3 separate regions of the Mus musculus genome follow, and regions 2 and 3 are each linked to region 1. Evidence: chromatin contacts called from public Hi-C data. All regions are on one chromosome and are shown on one strand. The core of a region is the stretch at or near the end of the contact, and the rest is flanking DNA. Distances in the headings are between cores, read along the strand shown.

Region 1 (2,700 bases), core at 143-2,642:
TACCAGAGATTAGGGAAAGACTTAAGGTTACTGACTGAGGAAAGAGGGCCCTGGGTGGGATTTGGTACAGTTATGACAGCAGCTCCCTGGAAGCCTGTGTGTTTCCAGTGTCAGGGAGTTAGCACCTGTCTACTACTGCCTTCCAGAGACGACCACTGGCAGTAAAGCAACTGCAGTTGTGACAAGGGACATCTCTCCGTGTTGGTCATCTTTCCTTTATTTCTGTTGAGGAACATATTTCCTCAGGAAGAAAAAAAAATTGTTTTTTGAACAGACTTAAGACAAGCAGGCTCTAACAGTTTGCCACACCCCCACATCAGTGTTTTCACAGCTGAGTGGTTCCCAGCCTCAAGCTTCTTTTCATAGAGGAAACTGTTGTGATAATAAAGAAACCTGATGTGGGGTGTGTGGGGGCAGTTCTGAGCCCCATGTTTTAGTCTTGTGTAACCTTTTTTAGAAGTTGCTCAACCCTCTAAGCTTCCGTTTCCAAACTGTATGTCACACAGGGCAGGGTAATCTCACGACAGAGGAAGCAGAACGACTCAGGCTTTGAACAGGAAGAGGACCACAGAAGCATTTTGAGGCAGCACCAGTAGATAGGAGCCAGGTGTGGTGCACACACCTTTAGCCCTAGCATTTGGGAGGCAGACGCAGACGAATCTTTTGAGTTCCAGGCTACCCTGGTCTACAGAATGAGTTCCAGGACAGCCAGGTCTAGAAAGAAAGAAAGAAAGAGAGAGAGAGAGAGAGAGGGAGAGAGAGAGAGAGAGAAGAAATAAAGAATAGAAATAATGATGTAGGCATACTACATGGTTCTTAGAAGACAGAACTTCTCAAGTCCAACAAGGTGTAAGTCCCCTTGCTTTGGTGTGTAGGCTGCTACTTGGTGGCAGATGGAATATGTCCCTGGAATGTTTGAGTGGAGTTGGCTGTGAGCTGCTTTATAGTGCTTGCCCAAGACCGGCCTCAGAGTCTGGAAGACACAATGCCTGCTGCTCATCCACTTAGCACATGGATCTGGCAGCATGATTGTCATCCCTCACCATTCTCACAGAGAAGAGAATTACGTCAATGTAATTGAGATAAAGCTGTGTCATGATTAAGGACCTTGTAGCAATCTGCCTTTCCTCGGACGTCGTGACACTCTGTCTTGCTATGGCCCTGTAACATAAATTCTAATTCAAGGCTTTTTCTTTTTCTTTCACTGAACATTCAGTTTCTTTAAGAGTGTAATTGGTTTACAAGACTTTTGAGAAATACGTTTGTTTCAATCTTTAGATTGTAACTGCAGTCTTGCACGCTGAAAATGTGCGGTGACTCACTAGCAGGTCAGCTTCCCTGACAGGTTGCTGCCAGCTATGTGTTAGTGGGAGAGACGCCCTGACATCATCCCTGAACTGCTTTCTCTTTCATATTCTTGTGTTCTTGCAGCTGTGAGCCAGAGGGTGGGTGAGGCTGAGAAAGAAGCAGGCTTTAGAAATGTCAGACATCCTCCTGGAGCTGCTCTGTGTCTCCGAGAAGGCTGCTAACATCGCCAGGGCGTGCAGGCAGCAGGAGACCCTCTTCCAGCTGCTCATTGAGGAGAAGAAAGGTGCAGAGAAGAACAAGAAGTTTGCTGCAGATTTCAAGACCCTGGCGGATGTGCTGGTGCAGGAAGTTATAAAACAGAACATGGAAAACAAGGTAAGAGGTCAGGCCACGGTGGCTGCAGGACACCTGCCTCCGTGCTTCCTCTGGTTCCCTCAGAATAAACAGCAGGCCTTTTACTGACTCTTATGTTCTCTTAGGTCCAAACAAACACCTTGCAGCCTTGCCTTATTTTTATTACAGTATTAAAATGGTCTTTGCAGGAAATCATTGAAGTATAGAAAAGCAAACAGGATGAGAGTGCTCAGATTCCTAACCTGAGTATATGGTATTGACCCTCTTACTTATTGATGGGTTTCTTGTTAATAAATAATATATGCTCTCTGCACCAGAGCACACTGAGCTACATGCTCCCGAGGGCCACTGACGCTTCCTTCTGTGTGTCCACGCTCTGACCCACTTATTTCAGAGCAGTGTTTGGCTTCTCAGCTAAACCATTTATCTAATGTTTTGCTTTGGTTATGGGCTTGGAATTAGGCGAACTCTCCCTTTATTCTACTATAAAAATATGGTCATGACAAACACTGATTGTGATTCTATGTGTGGAAATGGCTAGAAAAAGCCAGGCTTCTTGAGTCGTAGCAGTAACACCAGCAAGCAGTGCTCACTGAGGCTGCATGGACTTGACTTTGTTACCCCTATAAGAATTCTGTAAGGTTAGAGCCATTGTTCTACTGGGATGAAGCTGTCACAGAGAGCTGGAGTAAGTTGCCTGAATTGACGCTGCCCAGCATGACAGCTTGAGTTCTTCAACATAGGAAATGGTTTCTAAGTCTGTGTCACTGGGCATTCTGTCGTCTTTTATATAACTCGCCCCACCTTCTTTTTTTTTTTTTTAAATTTGGGAGGATGGAACTTTATGATAGAAAATAATATAAAACACTTCAATATCTTTATTGAACTTTTTAAACCTGAGGACTACTGTAGAATTCAGTAAAATCTTGACCACCAGTGTGAGAAGAGAATACATGAATTATACAAAATCTCCATAGACTATATATTTTTTCATGCCCTTTACTACCTGGCTTTGGTGAGCTAAATGAAGGAAGCTTG
Region 2 (2,700 bases), core at 184-2,683, 330 kb after region 1:
GTTAAATGTCTTCTGGTCCTCAGCTTTATCTGTCTGATGGCAGGAACATCTTGGTTTCATTTGGCTCATGAACAGAATCTGATAAGCTGTTACTTACTCTCTGTAGTTCTGTAGGAAGTGACACATTCTTTGAGTATCAGGGAAAACAGCCATTTTGGTACAACTCTTAGGTAAAATAGCACAAGATCTCAATAACATATCGTCAACATTGCTACTCTTACCCCATTTAAAGCATTACTGAACAATTGTTAAATTAGTGTGTAGCTTTGGATAATTTTATTAATTTCTGTGTATATGTCAGGGGGTGCATGCTTGTGTGGGTGCACAAGGGTGCTGGTAGGTGTACTCATGTGTGCACCTGTTTATAGAGGCCAGACGGAAGCCTTGGGTGTGGTTCCTCAGGGTCCACCCACCTTGATTTTTTTGAGACAGGGCTCTTGTTAGCCTTGTTCTTATTTGTTCTTCTAGCTGGCTGCAGAGCCCCAGGAACCCAGCTGGATCTGCTCCCCACTACTGGAGTCATGGCGCATACCTCCCAGCTCAGTTCTTCATGCTGGAGTCATGGCGCATACCTCCCAGCTCAGTTCTTCATGTGGGTGCTGGGATTTGAATTTGGTTTCTCAGGCTTCTACAGCCAGTACTGTGTGCTACAATAGCTATCCTCCTACCCCAAAATCTTAGTCAATTTTTAACTATGTATGTGCTCAGAAGTGGACATTTCCAAAGTCCGTGTGTGAATGTCCCTTTTAGACAGAACTGCAGACCTGTTTGCAGGCCCGTTTAGTATTGCCAAACCTTGCTACTATGTTTCCCTCCCAGAATGGCCTGTTGAAATGTCCCCAGTTAACTTGCCAAAATGAAGTTGTTACCTTTGATCTGGTTTGTACATGTCTAGAAAAGTAATAAGGGTATTTCTTCTGTTTTTTAATCCATTATGTGTTCCATCTATTGATTTTTAAAATTGTGAATCATGACTTTTGTAACCAATTTTACATAGTGGCATTCTTATAGTACTTTTATATAACATGATAATGAATCATATCTGCATTTTGACTATTACTTCATTGGCAAATGTCATATAGACACACTGCTTTGAATATCACATGCAAGTAATTTAAAGCAGAACACAGAAAAGGAGCCTCTAAAACACGTGCAGAGGTGACCTCATATGTCACACAGCAGCCTTCTGTTTCAAACATGTCCATCTATGCGTGGTTTGGAAATGCTGCTTCACTCTGGGATGGAGGCAGAGATCCTTGCTGGCAGGGATGCCTCTCTGCATAATTTGCATTGTTTAATTTTGGTGGGAGGTGTGTTTGTCTTGTTCTTCTAGACAAGCATTTTACACCTTTTCTCCTCCAAGCAGGCTGTCATCATAGCAGAATCTGGGTAGCGCCAAATCCTAAAATAAGATGCCAGGATTTCACCCTGTGCTCAAAGCAGTTGACAGCAGATGTTGCTGCTGCTCTTAGGCTCTTTTTTTCCATCTTCTTTCTTTCTTGATTTCTTTTCTTTTTTTCTATTTTAGAAAGAAGGGGAAATCCTTTAAAGGACTCAGAACCTTGGGAAACAAAGTGAAGCTTACATTGGCTTTGAGTTTACATAGAGTTCTCTTTATGGGACTGAAAGGAAACCTTTTGAACAAACCTGGTGTCTTACATGACACAAGCATGCATTCATAGTTATGGAGGCAGATATACATCCACAGGAAGTGTGAGCTCCTTTTAATAAATACTAAATGCATTCGCTGGTGTCTCAAATTAGCAGCATCAGGCCATGAAGAAATCTAGAATGCTTTAGTTATTGCTTTTATCTTTGCTTTACTCACTAGCAGGCTGAAAAGGGGATGGCGAAGCAGATGGAGCTCCTGTGTGCCCAGGCCGGGTATGAGAGGCTGCAGCAGGAGAGGAGACTCACGGCCGGGCTCTACAGGCAGAGCTCCGGCGAGCAGAGCCCTGATGGCGGCCTGCCTTCTGATAGCTCTGATGGACAAGGTGAGCCTCTGCAGTGACTGGCCACTTGCCTCTCAAAGAGAAGTGGGGAGAATGGATTCCTTTATGTCTTGAAGGGATCATATCTGCAGAAATCCATTTTCACTAGTCCCTTTTCAGAGGAAAGTGGTCATCCTGCATCCTGTATATTTTAATTTCTAAAAGTCCTTACGTTTTATTATTCCTGTACTGTAGCTTGCGCATGTGTAGAGGCTTGGTCAGGACAGGGATGTGCGAATACAGCCCATTTCCCCTAAGAAACAGATTCCGTCAAAGATGCTGCTTTGCTGATAGCACCTGTTTCCTTGTGGTGCTAGGATTGAACCCAGGGCCTTCCACTGAAGTACACCCTCACCTTTTCCAAACGACAGAAACATCGTTCTTTAAATTTCAAAAATCAATTTGTCTAAAATGTATATTTGTTTCCTAACACAAGTCTGTGTTAGAAAGCTGAGTCATGAGTGTTTTTACTACTCTGAAAAAAAAAATGTTTTTGGCTTTTCTCCTGTCTTCAGTATGAAGAAAACCCCATGTCATTGTCATCCACTCATTGAAAAGGTTTTTTGAAGTGTTTTCTATATGCCAGGCAGGCCTCCAAGGCCAGAAGGCAGAGCAGTGCAAAAGACATCCTTGCTTATGCACAGCTTAGCTTCAAGTAGCGAGGAATGGTGTGTAGCCCTGTAAATCGGTCCTTAGCTTCAATATCAGT
Region 3 (2,700 bases), core at 76-2,575, 500 kb after region 1:
GAGAGCAATTTTCAGTGATTGGTTCTCTTCTTCTACCATGTGGGTACTGGGAATAGATCTTGGGTTCTCAGGCCCAGCAGCAAGCACCTTTACACATTGAGCCACTTCACAGACCTTTGGACCTAATTTTATATGTATAATTTTATAACCTAAGAGATCTCTTTATCTAAGAGATGGGACTATGCTGTTCGCTATTGGTAAACTATTTGTCTTATAGATCTATTGTCAAACCCTCCCCATGCTCCTCAGTTTGAATACTCATTAGTCTCCACTTAGACATTAACTTATTTTTAATTAGGAATATGTAAGGGGGTGTATATGTCAGTGTTTGGGCCCACAGAGTCCAGCAAATGCTGTCAGATCCCATGGAATGAGTTACAGGCAATTGTGAACTGTCCAACGTGGGTACTAAGAACCAAACTTGGGTCCTCTGCAAGAGCAGTAAGTGCTCTTAACCACTGAGTTATCTCTTGGTCCTTTGGACTTTAATTTATGTCACAGGGTAATTAACAAGAAGAAAGGCCTTCAGAGGCTCTTGCTAATGATCCCAAAATAAATAACTAATTAAGAAAAATCAAAACTCTTAGATGATGTTTAACATACCAGTTAATTTATTATGACAAATGGTGGTCACAAGTATATCTGGTTACTTTTCCTCTTGGTAGGTAGTGTTAACTGATGATAAGTAGCCTTCAAATAAGAGATGGAGAATGTAGCATCATATGTGTAAAGACTCAAGTTCATATCAACAAGTCACATGCCCCTCTAATTGGAGAGGGATTTGTACAAGAGTGTCAAATAAGCCCAGTTATTAAACATTATCCACTCAAATGTGTGCAGAATATGGCTTTACCCACGCCTATTTTGATACCAGGCATGCATAACTGTTGAGCAACATTTACTCTAACTTGTCTTGGTCTGTTGCTTTCTTCTGAACATGTTCAGGCAGGTGTTATCCTTTTCTTCCTTATAGTAGACCTGCAGATATCTAAGCAGAGCTGCCAATATCTCTATATCTATAGATACCCTTACTCTATCTATAGACTCACCATTAGCATATTGTTCCTTGGCCCTGGTGTCTTGAATGACCTAGTTAATCAAAGTTTCTGTGTGCCCAGTGTCCAAAAATGGAAACAATACTCTGTTTGGACTCCTGCTTGGTACAGCTCTCAACTGGGTTCCCCTCATCATTGTTCCCACACTCTAAAAAAAAAAAAATCTTACTTCTGGGACACATTTAAAATTAATCTGTTCTCTTCACACCCACAGCTGCTACCTCCTGTAAGCAGGCTAAAATTATCTTCCCTTCCCACATCACTTCCTGTTTCAAATGCCTCTTTTATAGCTCCCTGTGGGTTTTTTCATCAGGTTCCAGTTTCTTGATCTGTTATTGTCCGACTCCAATCATTATTTTTACGGCTTCCTGATACTTGGTTCTTTTCTCTTCCACAGCTTTGTTCACTGTCACCTCTATTGAAAGTTAACACTTTGCAATATCCACCATTTTTATCCTTTCCTCAATTAGAAATCCCTTTTATATATCGACCTCATGTTTGAATCGTATAAGAAATGTGGGTGTGATCTTTCCTCCTTCAGCATCCATGAACATCCCCATTGTGGAGATTTGATCACATTTTCGATATCCACGCACACTATTATAGTGCTTTAATCACATTTTCTTTAAAAATTTTTTCCAAGAAATAGATGTGATTATCACATTTATATCATTTTGATGACTTTGTCTTGGTTAAATACTGGTGTCAAGAAGAAGCTGTTAGAACCCAAATTATATCTTACAATACAACATGAAATGTAGAGCCCTTCACATGAATGACACAGTACTTTGGGGTAGCAAGAAATACCCCTCAAACTCACATTGACTGACTGTCATTCCACTGAAAGATGAATCATGTCAGTCATTCAAATTAGCTTTACACCTTTTCTGGCCTTGGAGGGCTCCTGTACACATGGTTCACATAAACTCAGACACAGCTCAAGGTCTTGCACTATGGTGAACCCCCCCCCCACCACCACCCCATGTCTCCAAAGGTGTTGAAGGACAGGACTGAGTTAAATATTTTAGCTCTGGGCCTCTGAATCCACACCTGTGTGTACCTCTAGACACAACGATTAATACATAAAGTCTGTCTACCAGAGCGCCTCAGGCCATATAAACACATTTTTTTATTGAATGAGCTCAAAGTCCTTTGTAGATATTATCTTTATAATTCTCCTAACAGTCCCTTTCGGCATGAAGAAACCAGAAGGGATTGATTAGCTCTGCATGTTTTTGAAGAGCCGGCCTTTAATGGAGGCAGCAGGCCCATATCCCTGGGGTCATTTCTTTCAACAGGTGGATGGCCTGTCTTAAGTCAAGGTCACACTTTAAGGTACTGGCGTGCTTAGAAAAGAATTCTAGTTTAATGATCCACCCATGAGATCTGGCTGCTTTCCACATGTACAAAGTCACTGAGGAGTTAGATTAAGACCATCTACATAAATTCCAGTGTTTCCATGGAAACACTCTCTGGAGGAAGAATCAAGCACAGGACATGAGTCTGAGTGCTAGGCACATGGTAAAGACCTCTTGGGCCCCACTCTTCCTTGTCACAACAGAGGACTAGGTTGGCCAGTCTTTAAAGGATTTCTTCCCTGTCTCAACCTGTCCCTCAGTTCCTGCTTGGTTCACTGGCCCATTTC

The links. A called contact is a pair of places that touch in the nucleus more often than the background predicts.
Region 2: a Hi-C map of cortical neurons shows a contact between it and region 1, with 2.5 times the contacts expected there. The contact joins two enhancer-like sites. A contact is called at or near these places in 1 of 484 Hi-C or Micro-C datasets (cortical neurons) and 1 of 9 other capture datasets (adipose tissue).
Region 3: a contact with region 1 is called in a Hi-C map of cerebral cortex, with 4 times the contacts expected there. The contact joins two enhancer-like sites. A contact is called at or near these places in 1 of 15 datasets of contacts at CTCF or cohesin (large pre-B cells), 8 of 484 Hi-C or Micro-C datasets (the G1E-ER4 cell line, the HL-1 cell line, cerebral cortex and 3 more) and 3 of 115 datasets of contacts at active chromatin or transcription factors (bone marrow-derived macrophages, large pre-B cells and memory CD8 T cells).

Annotation. Positions count from the first base shown.
Region 1 is chr1:52,798,268-52,800,967 of GRCm38.p6, reverse strand. Inpp1 (inositol polyphosphate-1-phosphatase) reads left to right here. Exons shown (of 6, transcript NM_008384.2): 2 at 1,432-1,683. The coding sequence starts at 1,480. Among named protein-coding and RNA genes, the nearest start is that of Inpp1, 18 kb to the left of the region's middle. Within about 2 kb of position 1,392, at least 252 of the 459 cell types and tissues checked have an H3K27ac peak or open chromatin away from gene starts, as enhancers often do. A contact at or near this core is called in cortical neurons, where this site is marked.
Region 2 is chr1:52,464,079-52,466,778 of GRCm38.p6, reverse strand. Nab1 (Ngfi-A binding protein 1) reads left to right here. Exons shown (of 8, transcript NM_008667.3): 6 at 1,832-1,994. Among named protein-coding and RNA genes, the nearest start is that of Gm23460, 21 kb to the right of the region's middle. Within about 2 kb of position 1,433, at least 14 of the 459 cell types and tissues checked have an H3K27ac peak or open chromatin away from gene starts, as enhancers often do. A contact at or near this core is called in cortical neurons, where this site is marked.
Region 3 is chr1:52,293,311-52,296,010 of GRCm38.p6, reverse strand. No RefSeq gene overlaps it. Among named protein-coding and RNA genes, the nearest start is that of Gm31955, 11 kb to the left of the region's middle. Within about 2 kb of position 1,325, at least 28 of the 459 cell types and tissues checked have an H3K27ac peak or open chromatin away from gene starts, as enhancers often do.